3 separate regions of the Mus musculus genome follow, and regions 1 and 3 are each linked to region 2. The links are chromatin contacts, called in public Hi-C maps. All regions are on one chromosome and are shown on one strand. Each heading gives the region's core, a stretch centred on a gene start, on an enhancer-like site or on the middle of the called end of the contact. The rest is flanking DNA. Distances are from core to core; before and after follow the strand shown.

The links. A called contact is a pair of places that touch in the nucleus more often than the background predicts.
Region 1: a contact with region 2 is called in a Hi-C map of uterus. The contact joins two enhancer-like sites. A contact is called at or near these places in 1 of 484 Hi-C or Micro-C datasets (uterus) and 1 of 9 other capture datasets (embryonic stem cells).
Region 3: a contact with region 2 is called in a Hi-C map of uterus, with 2.2 times the contacts expected there. The contact joins two enhancer-like sites. A contact is called at or near these places in 1 of 484 Hi-C or Micro-C datasets (uterus) and 1 of 9 other capture datasets (embryonic stem cells).

The regions. Positions count from the first base shown.
Region 1 is chr13:58,912,332-58,915,990 of GRCm38.p6, forward strand. All of the region lies in intron 12 of Ntrk2 (neurotrophic tyrosine kinase, receptor, type 2), which reads left to right. Among named protein-coding and RNA genes, the nearest start is that of Ntrk2, 110 kb to the left of the region's middle. Within about 2 kb of position 2,075, at least 11 of the 459 cell types and tissues checked have an H3K27ac peak or open chromatin away from gene starts, as enhancers often do. A contact at or near this core is called in uterus, where this site is marked.
Region 2 is chr13:59,349,324-59,352,794 of GRCm38.p6, forward strand. No RefSeq gene overlaps it. Among named protein-coding and RNA genes, the nearest start is that of Gm34721, 57 kb to the right of the region's middle. Within about 2 kb of position 1,623, at least 10 of the 459 cell types and tissues checked have an H3K27ac peak or open chromatin away from gene starts, as enhancers often do. A contact at or near this core is called in uterus, where this site is marked.
Region 3 is chr13:58,936,788-58,940,460 of GRCm38.p6, forward strand. All of the region lies in intron 12 of Ntrk2 (neurotrophic tyrosine kinase, receptor, type 2), which reads left to right. Among named protein-coding and RNA genes, the nearest start is that of Ntrk2, 130 kb to the left of the region's middle. Within about 2 kb of position 1,849, at least 12 of the 459 cell types and tissues checked have an H3K27ac peak or open chromatin away from gene starts, as enhancers often do. A contact at or near this core is called in uterus, where this site is marked.

The DNA.
Region 1 (3,659 bases), core at 825-3,324, 440 kb before region 2:
AATGTAAAACAGAGGTACAATTGGGATAGATATAGCAAGGGAACAGGTGTAGGTGTTACACTTGGACAGAAGGGAAGGTACTACCTACTGCAACTTCCTTGGGGAAACTGAGGCCCAAAGCAACCCATAGACTTTCTGAGGTCAATCTGAAATTAGTGGTTGATTCAAGGCCTAGAGTGCTGGGGCTTCTTGCACTGCCTGCCCCACACAGCCCTGCCCCACACAGCCCTGCCCCACACAGCCCTGCCCCACACAGCCCTGCTCCATACAGCCCTGCTCCTCACATCCCTGCCCCACACAGCCCTGCCCCACACCTCCCTACCCCACATAGCCCTGCCCCACACAGCCCTGCCTCACATATCTTTGCTCCACTCAGCCCTCACAGAGCCCTGTCCCACACAGCCCTGCCTCACATAGCCCTGCCCCTCTCTGCCCTGCTCCACACAGCCCTGTTCCACACAGCCCTGCCCCACACAGCCCTGCCTCACATATCTTTGCTCCACTCAGCCCTCACACAGCCCTGCTCCACACAGCCCTGCCCCACACAGCCCTGCCCCACATGGCCCTTCTGTCTTATCCTTCTTTTCATCCAGTCTTGGACTCTCTTGTCATCCAGTCACAGGGGCTGGTTATTTGAGGCTTTTGACCCTACAAGCTTTGGGAGCATTTGAAGTGTCTGGGTCCTCCCATTTCCTACATCTGCTTGCATCTCATTCAGTCTATTAAAAAACAAACAAACAAACAAACAAACAAAAAACAGCAACCAAAAGGTTGAAATAATCGAGTGTTAAGTCTGCAACATTGTAAAGCAACTTTATGCACTTCTACAAAGGTGTCTTTGTGTTTTGTTTCCATTTAAATGGGCTCCAGGCTTTCTGGCTTCCTTCTTAGTGCTGAGGGTTTCTTGATAAGGGAGGTAATTTAGGACAGGAGGTTTTTGAACCCTGCTTTCTCTCATCAGTGGTAGACGGATTCTAGGTCCAAATGCAGACGCAAAACACAGCTTTCAAAACACAGAAACTTTCAGTGAGAAAGATAAAGTCAAACAGACTTTTAGTTTAAAAGGTGAAGTTTTCACTAAAGCTTTCTTTGTCGTTAACATTTCAATATATTTTAAAGACAGACTTATCAGCCCCATCAAGGTAGGAAGAATGTATGCATCTTTCCAAGGCAATTATTCAGTTGACTGTGGGTGAGTTTTCATTGGATGTTCTAAGTAATATCAAGAGAGAAAATGGAACCATTTTCTTGAGTATTTTTGACAAGCGATACCTGTTGTTTCCCAGAAAGCTGTGGGAAAGAGATTCCCAGCTCGGATGGAGGGGAAAGGCTGTTTCATGGAGAGGGGAGCATAAAAGGAATCCATTAATGATTTAGAGGACTATTTAATTTCCCTGCCTCTGAAACAGACAAAGAGAGTTTGATCAATACTCTCAAGGTCACTCCTGGTATTTGCTAAGTCAGCCGGTCTTTTTAGGGCTTTGGAAACCTTGCCCTGCCTTAGTGCAGTGGGGTTTGTTTCAGTACAGGAGATGAGGGTTTGCCTGTGCTACAGCAGTGATGTTGAAGAAGGAGGTACAGTAGAGGGTCTGAAAGGAAGTCTACAGCAGTGTCAGAGTTTGCTTTAGAATCGGGGGAGAGATGCCAGCCTTATGGTTGCCAATCTTTTCTGATAAGGAGGTCATTACTAATAAACTGAACCCTGGCTGTAAGCTGGGTTGTGAAGAACATTAATCAATGTGTCCCATTGTCAATGACTGCTGTGTCCTCTTTAGCTCGATTCTCTTTTCCAATGTGGCATTGACCCCTTGGGACTTGTCTAAGTGCCCTGGTTGGTATTCTGCGAGTTGTCTTTGTATGTGTTGGCCAAAGTGAAGACTTTCAGTTACTGATGTCAGAGATGTGAGCTGTCACCTTTGCATTGACCCAAATGGATGTCATATTCTTTGGCACCTTTGAAAAGAGTGTTGATAATTGCACAATACAAATTCAGAGGTGGCCGAGAGATGAAAGAGGGCCTGTCCTATGACCTGCTCATCCCACTGAAGGGTGTGTTTGTTTTGATCATCTGGTTATTTGAGGACTTTGTCCAGAAGAGCCCTCTGAGCTTTGAGAGTGTTTTAACTGTCTGGGTCCTCGCATATCTTTACATTGGCCTGCATCTCAATCAGACTAAAAAGAAAAAGAAATGTTGAAATAACCAACTGTTATCTCTGCAACACTGTAAAGCGAGCCTTAGCTCCACGCAGAGTCAAAGGCTGACAGAACCCCACATTGATAACAGATGTTTGGCAACAGCTCCAGAGAGTCCTCTTGGATGTGGCCACACTAGGACAGATACTCTGAGAAGTTCCAGAGAGTGCATAGAGTTCTGGCCCATGTGCCAGGCACATACTTTCAAATGTTGTTTGCTGGTTGGTTGGTTGGCTAGTTTGTGTTAAGATAAGGGCTTGCTATGTAGCCCTGGTGTCTGGAACATGCTACATAGCCCAATCTGTCTCATAACTCAGAACCTTCCCGTCTCAAGCTACCAAATACTGGGATCTCAGGCATCACCACACCTGCCTCAGTTGTTTTCCTGAGTCTGGGAGCTACTTTATACAAACGGCATGGAATATTTGCTATTTGTTTAAAGAAAAAGTAAGTAGAGAAACTCTTTCTGACTGGATTTTGCAGTCTTGAAGGATTGCACCTCGGAGACTAGACACTCCCAACGTTGAGAGAAAGGCTTTTCTTAGCTCTGATTTGAAAGACATTGTCTAAAATTCAGCTCAAGCTTGAAAACTGTCTAGACTCATTCAACACCTGTAGCCACGGGACACAAGACAACCCAACAAGGCCTGCCTTCGTTTCCAACGGGAATAGATTTCTTCCAGACTTGCTGAGGAACAGGCAGGCTTTGAGGGGAAGTCTCTTTATCCCCAGCCTGGGAAGAAAACATATTTTTACCCCCAGTTCCCACCGTGGGATACAAAAGAGGAAATGCAATTGCTCGTTCATTTAGTATTGCTGACTTACCCTCCTGCAGCAATTCCACTGTGACACGTAGAGACTAGAGTTAATTATACCTGTTAAATGAGGCAAATCCTAATTTTCAGTAGATCATGACCCTTAAGACATAGAGGAAGAAAGACGAGTCACATTTTTTATTCTATTGACATTTGCTTAATAGGCTTTATACAAGCTTGGGTCCTTTACTACTGAGCTAGTGATAAAATGGGCTTTTCTCTGTTCATAAAATGCCAAATAAACTAAGAAGCACCAATGCCGTTAGCTTCCTGGTGTCCATTTCAGTTTAAGAAGAGGCATTTTGGTTTAAAAAGATCATGGGATTTCTCGATAGTCACTAACTTAGTAGAAGAAGGCGTGACCTTTAGTATCAAGGCCCTTTAGATCCCTGTCTTCACCTGCTTTTGTCCTTGGGCAACAAGGACACCCAGCAATGCTAGCAGCACGTACCGCTTTCTCAGTACCTATGCATTGGGAAATCTCTCTTCTTTTCCAAAGTTGAGTGATTCAGTCTTCCATGTGTGCTGACACATGTTAGCTTCTAAGAGCTGTGCAGATATGATCTCTCATGCTCCTTTCAACGGTCTCAAGGAAAGTATAATTACCACTTACAAGTAAGAGCAAGCTTTACACAAGGCTCAGAGAGTTGT
Region 2 (3,471 bases), core at 373-2,872:
GCTGCCATGGTGGGAGGGTGCTGTGCACCAAATCCAGGTCCTCTGCAAGAACAGCCAATGCTCTTAATCACTGAGGAAAAACTTCAGCCGCCCCAAAAATGTTTGGAAGCTGGCTTCAGGACAGCGGCAGTGATCAGGAGTGCAGCTGAGTGAGATTTGTGTTTGCGCTGCTTTTGCAACAGACATCGAGAAGTAGGGAGGAGGGGGGAGAGGGAGGAGAGAGATGGGGGAGAGGGGAAAAGAAAGAAGGGGGAGAGGGAGGAGAGAAATGTGAAGAGAGGGAAGAGGGGGAAAAGGGAGGAGAGAGATGAGGAGGAGAAAGGGAAGTTGGGGGAGAAGGAAGAGAGAGATGAGGGGGAGAGGGGGAGAGAGGGAGAGGGAAGAGGGGGGAGAGAGGGGAGAGATATGGGAGAGAGAAGAGAGATATAAGGGGGAGATGGAAAAGAGAAGCAGGGAAGAGAGAAGAGGGAGGGAAGAGTGAAAGAGTGAAAGAGAGGGAGAGACAGAGAGAGAACTAGAGGAAGATAGAGAAGAGAAAGAGAATGTGTCCCTGTGTTGGAGAGAGAGATTATGTGGCTATGTTTGCATGTTTGTATGTCTATGTGTATATGAATGTGTGCGTGTTTCTGTCTGTGTACCTCTGTGTGACTATGTATACTTATCTTTGTGTCTGTGTGTATGTATGTGTATATGTGTGTGTGTCTGTAGCTGTATGCTTGTGTTTGTGTGTCTATGCATATATGTGTATGTGTGTGTGCGTACATGAATAGATGTATGCTTATGTGTGTATGGATGTGTATGTGTGTGTGGGTGGATATGCGTATGTCTATGCATGTATTTGCATATGTGAATGTGTGTGGATGGATGTGTGTGTGTGTGTAGATGGACTTTGGGGGGATGGATGTGAGTGTATGTGTGTGTATGGGTGTGTATGGATGTGTGTGTATATGAGGGGGTATGTGGGGGGTGTGTGGGGAGATATGTGTGGATGGATGCGTGTGTGTTTCTGTCTGTGTACCTCTGTATGACTGTGTATACTTATCTTTGTGTCTGTGTGTATGTATGTGTATATGTGTGTGTATGTGTGTGTAGCTGTTATGCCTGTGTTTGTGTGTCTATGCATGTATGTGTATGTGTGTGTATGGACATTAGGGGGATGGATGTAAGTGTGTGTGTGTGTGTGTGTATGAGTATGTGTGTGTGGGTGTGTGTGTGTATGTAGGGGGGTGTCTGGGGAGATATGTGTGGATGGATGGATGTGTTTTCCCTGACTTTAGAGTGAGTCTGTGTTTGTCATCTGTGTACAGTTCCGGGTGCATCTCATTCTGTCCCCTAATCTTCATGACATAAAACAGTTTCAGTGTGAGGACCTCAAACAACCTCTCCTGTGTCTTAAGAAAAGATCTCAAAGCAGACAGAGCACGGCACTGTGGGGTCTGCAGATGGCTCGTAAAACACAAAGCAGGTCACTAACATGTAGCCAGCAGCCAACAGAAAATCAGCTTGCGGTTGGATGTCTCCCAGCTCTTTAAGGAAACAGCAAGAGCCTCTATTGCTGCTCTCATTTCTTTATTGACTCCGTGGTGAGGAGTTAGAAAACCCTCAGTGTTTACTGCATCTATAAATGCTGGAATCAGCCCAGATAATGTAAAGGAAAGGAACGCCAAGCCCGGTTTCCTTTCATACTGCATGACACCATTCAAAGCTCTGTTCCACTGAATTTGAAAATTACTCTGTGGACAAAATTTATAGAGGGGATGGTTTGTTTCAGAGGAGGCTCAAAGGTCTTAAAGTAATCATGAGAGCATTGTGTTTTTTAAGTTTGAGTGTGTCTCTGTTTAAAATCTTGTAAACCGTGTTTTTCAGTCAAGTTTCCTTTATAAGACAAATGTTTTGCTGCTACAGCAAACCTCATCCCGGAATAATTCCTCTCAGGTTTGCACCAGGACGCAGCCTTGCAGAACAGAACCATCTGCACGCAGATGGAAGAGGACCGCTCTTGCCTCTCTCTACAAGGCGGCTCATGGTTCTTCCCTAAGGCAACGCCTCCTGTGGCTCCTTCAACCAGTCACTCTGTCATGGCGAGGTCCTCGCTCCCGGGCTCCGTTATTAGTCACATCCTAGGAGTCTTCATCTTTCCATAAAGTTCAATCTCCCCTAAGATGGCCTGTGCCCAACAGGCTCGGCCCAGCTTCAGGGTGGGAGTCACATTTCCTCCTCCTGAGCAGTAAATGTCTTTAGTTCCTTAAGTGGCTTTGGGGGCCGTTTCAATGTTAGGCTCCTATAGAACACCCACGTGGTAGCGCTCAACTAGGCACAACTCTTTTTCCAGTGGATCTGCTGCCCTCTTCTGGCCTCCTTAGGCACTGCATGCATGTGACGCACATACACATAAAAGAGCTAAATCTAAATAACAAAGCTCCTCACAGCATAGATTCCCAGAGTAAAGAGACACAGCCTTGAAGGAGGGGGCGGGGGGGGGGGGATCTTTGTCAGCTGCACAGAAGATAATCACATGTCCAGGGATTAATGCCCAATGGAAAGTGGAACTCAAAAAAAAAAAAAATCAATAATCCAGCCAATAAACCTGCAAATGAACTGAACTGACACTTTTCAAATGAAGCACTGATGGTCAATACATACACAGGAAAAAAAAAAAAACCTTTAATATTCTTATCCTTCTGGGAAGTGCGAATCAAAATTGTTTTGCTATTTGACTTCACTCTAGTCATAATGGCTATCGTTAAGAAAAATTAATAAATGTTGGCAAGAATATGGGGCAAAGTGGGCCCTTAAACATTGTTGCTTGGCTATGGAAGTTAGTACGGAGGCTACTCAAAAGAAAAAAATTAAAACAGTACTATGTCCCAGAGATACCACTTCTGGGTCCAAATTCCCAAGGAATCTAAGTCAGTTTACTATACTCCCTGCACACCCTCGTTTACTGCGCCCCTTTCTGAGATAGCCTCATACCTGCATACCAATGCTTACTGCGTGTGGTCCTGTTCACAACAGCCAAGTTATCAGCCTAGGGGCCCTACAGTGGTTATGGTTGGGCCTTTGTGGTTAAAGATATGTGCAACTAAGTTACACTTGACCATAAAGAATCTAGCCATGTCATTTGCAAGAAAATAGATGAGCTGGGCAGTTAGAGCAAACTAAACATAAGTATCTTGGACAACTGTCTCATGGTTCCTCTCCCACATGCAGAATTTGGGGGTGTTGAAAATAAAAGGGGAACAACTGGTGGTGTGGGGGGATGAGAAGGGGAATAGGAAGGAGGAGTAAATATGGCCCAGGTGCACACATCATAGCAAATGTATCAAGAAAGCCCTGGCTACAAGTTAATACACACTAGCAAAAATCTGTAGCCTAGAGATGAGAACCCTGGCTTCTTACTGACAATTAGGATCCAGACTTCTCATTGTTCCACCAATAAATTTGCAGCATGTTTTAGTCCACAGAGCAGAT
Region 3 (3,673 bases), core at 599-3,098, 410 kb before region 2:
TGGGTCCAAACCCATTTGCTGGAATCCAGAGGCAGCTCGTGACTCACTTTTGTGCCTTTTTTCCCCTATAATATTCTGGGTTTTCAAGTCTCTTTTTTCACATTTCCTGTAAACAATGCATCTCTTTTTTTAAAAAAGATTTTACTTTTAAGTACTGTTTTAACAGTGTGGCTAGACTATAAATGTACTTGCTGAATTCATCCATTTCTTTAACAAGCCAATAAAGTTTTATGATTCATCTCCATGTGTCCTGTGTTCTCTGTAGATCACACCCCCTCTCCTACCCCCCCACGCATATGGCCCCTGTGTCATCGGTGGTCTGGGGGGCTGAGACATGTCAATAAGGAATTTTGGGGAGTCCTACCTACTGCGGGCGCTAGAACAAATCATGGCTTGGGGACAGCTTTGAGAGTTTCCATCAGTAAGAATCACACACACAAGAGGTATGGTTTATGATTCTTACATGAGAACTACTTCCATTAGTTAAAAGGTATTTGGTACAGAGTATATACCAGGAAGCTTTGTGGGTTTTTTTTTTTTTTGTTTGTTTGTTTGTTTTTTGTTTTGTTTTGGTTTTTTACCAACTAAACTTTTATATTCTTTACAAAATACTTTTGATGTTTTACCCCAGCAAGAGGGCACACAATGTCCTGTCAGTTCATTCACTAAGCAACTAAGCAACTCATGTCAGAGACAGAGAGCAGCTTTTATGGTCCAGGATAGAGATCTCAAGGACAGCAGTACCTGGAGAGACATGACCAGTTATGGCGGCAGACTGCTCATATGTCACGTCCCCTTAGTCTCCATTACAGGCTCTTCAGACTTTCCTTCCGCATGTCCCACTTTGGCTACAGGCCAAAAAATAAGATTTAAACAACTGCATCTTGGATTTATTTGAGCCCATGACCACCTTCTGGGCACCCTGAAGGGGTTATTGTTACTGCATGAGTGGTGGTTAACTTGGGGTAAATTCACCTTACAATCAAAAGGGAGTCTACCCAGGACTTAAAGGATGCTGATGGTAGTTAAGGGGTATTGATTTTGCAAATATGTGCCAAACGGTCTTCCACAGGCTACCCAGGGCTCCTCACAGCTCTACAGAGCTTACCCAACAGTACAGTTTCCGTAGTTTAACGTGCTCACCCCTTCTGGCCCTGGCCATCGAGCAGAGATTATTCTTGACCACGGTGAATTGTCAGGTTAACCAGTCACTGAGAAGGCGTCTGCTCCCAGTCTCAGGAAGCCCTTGCAGATCTCGGCACATGAGTGTGGGGCCTGGTGGTAACACCAGCACCTGATTTTCACCTTTTACCTTATGAGGCAGGTTGGGTCAGGAGGTTTCGGTGCGAAGCATGAGAACCCAGACCGTGTTTGCAACTGGCCATGGCAGATTTGTACTTTTGACCGATGTCATCGAGTGCCTTTGCTCATGTCCCCTGATTTCCAGCCCTCCGCATCCCCCTGGGGTTGTTTCACTATCTAATGAGTGATTCTTTTAAAAAAAAAAGATTTATTTATTATTTGTAAGTACACTGTAGCTGTCTTCAGACACACCAGAAGAGGGCATCAGATCTCATTACAGATGGCTGTGAGCCACCATGTGGTTGCTGGGATTTGAACTCAGGACCTCCGGAAGAGCAGTTAGTGTGTTCTTAACCGCTGAGCCATCTTGCCAGCCTAATGAGGGATCCTAAGAGAGATTAGCACAGCAGGGCTGGGGCGTGGCAGGACGGGTTGGTAGAGGACATATCATATCCAGCTACCTCCATGCACAGAATCTAGACAGCAGAACAAAGTGTCACAAAGGCCTGACTTGGCTTTGGCCTCTGCAGCACAAAGACACAGAGCAGCCTCCACACATGGAGTCCTCTCTGCACCCCCTTCTGGCAGCCCAGGACTGGGAGAGACTGCCAAGGGCATATGCTAATTTTCCAGTCATTTGGTCAAGTCCATCTCACATGCCACAAGATCTCAGAGCCTGTGTTTACTGAATTAAAATCTCTGCCCAACCACAGACTAACGAGCAGTAAGCTTTCCCCCTTCCTTCTGATAGTTTTATTACGTTTCCAAGGAGGGACGGAGAAACAACTCCTATGTTTATTTTCCACCCTTTTATCTCTTTTTAATAATCCCCATCAAACTGTAATCAGTTCTGAAGCACTGTTAAACAAAAATGTAGGCTGTGCCGTTTGCTGTGGTGAATAGAATCTGTTCTCAGGTAAGTTTGCACAGCTTCAGCCAATGCTCCAGTGTCAGGGGGTAAACTCCCTTCTGCCTTCCCACGGAGACCAAAACGCAGCCTCCTAAGATGCTTCAGGCTTTTCAAGAAAGACTCCCTAAGTGAGTGTTTATTTTGTACTGATGTTGGGGTCCTTGATTTGGGGCAGTCCCATTGCCTCTCCATCATGTGTCCAAGGCCATGACTGAGTGTGTTAATTCCCCATCAGCCACGTGTGGCCCTCCCAGGTCTGAGTAGAGAAGGCGGCTGGACACGCCTTTCGAATTCTGTGTGTGGAAGAATCAATCACTCTACCAGGAGCAATCTAGAGGCCTGTTGGGGTTGCTCTATTGCTCCAGCCTTTCCTGGGCTTGGGTCTTCTAGTGTTCAGTCATCGCTAGAGATCGTTCTCCATGTCACCTCCTTGTCCCCTAGAACACACACTGAGTTCTTCCTTGGATTGTTACATCGAGGCCATTCAAGACCTAGGGTATTTTGCTGTGTCAAAATCAGGCAAGACACTGAGCTCAGCTCTGGGTGACACCAGAGTCCACCAAGCAGGTGTCACCCTTGTCCTCGGGGGTGACAGTCTGTGTGATGCTTATAATCTGCCGCTTTGGTTTCTATAATTTGGGAACTTGTTAGGGCCCAGGTGAGACTGTCTGTAGTCTGTGAGGCCCCACCCTCTCTCAGAGAGCATCCTTTGGTGGCTAAGTCCATCTTACTTATGTATAACCTGATGGGAGGTGCCTCTACCCGCTTAGCTTATTCCCTCCCCACACCTTTATCTTCCTTAGGAGCTATTTTGCTCTATTTAGCTCTCATTCTGTTTCTGAACAGCACTCATATCCTAAATAAGCTTCTTCATCTTTTCTTTAATTTTTTATGCTTTAAAACTTTTACATTGGTTGGACGGAATCATGGGTGGTGGTGGTCTGTGTATGAGGGGGAAAAAAGAGAGAAATTAAGTGTTGATGAGAGAACGGTAGTACACACATGCAAAGATGCACACACTTGCATACACACATGTACATACACGCGGCTCTGCATACTTTCAGTCTTCTTTGACTACGATGGATTTAATAACAGTGCATAGATCATTCCACCTAATTATCTTTACAGTCTTACTGCTTGTAAAACTCCCAGATGGTTAAAAATAAATAAATAAAAACCTTCCCATGATATATATATATATATATATATATATATATATATATATATATATTACTTTTTGTTTTTACTTTCTTATAAATAGCAAGAGATTTCGCTGAGAAGAAAATATTATAAATCCCACAAGGTTGGTGTTCTGTTCTGGGTTCCAAAATGTAGAGATTGAGTGGATTTCAAATTTGGCAAGGCCTCTAACTTGGCAGACACTCTTGTCCTTATTTATGGCAGCCTGGAAACTTCCACTTCCCGGGGCTTATAAATGATGCTGCCGATTTTGTCTTCCTC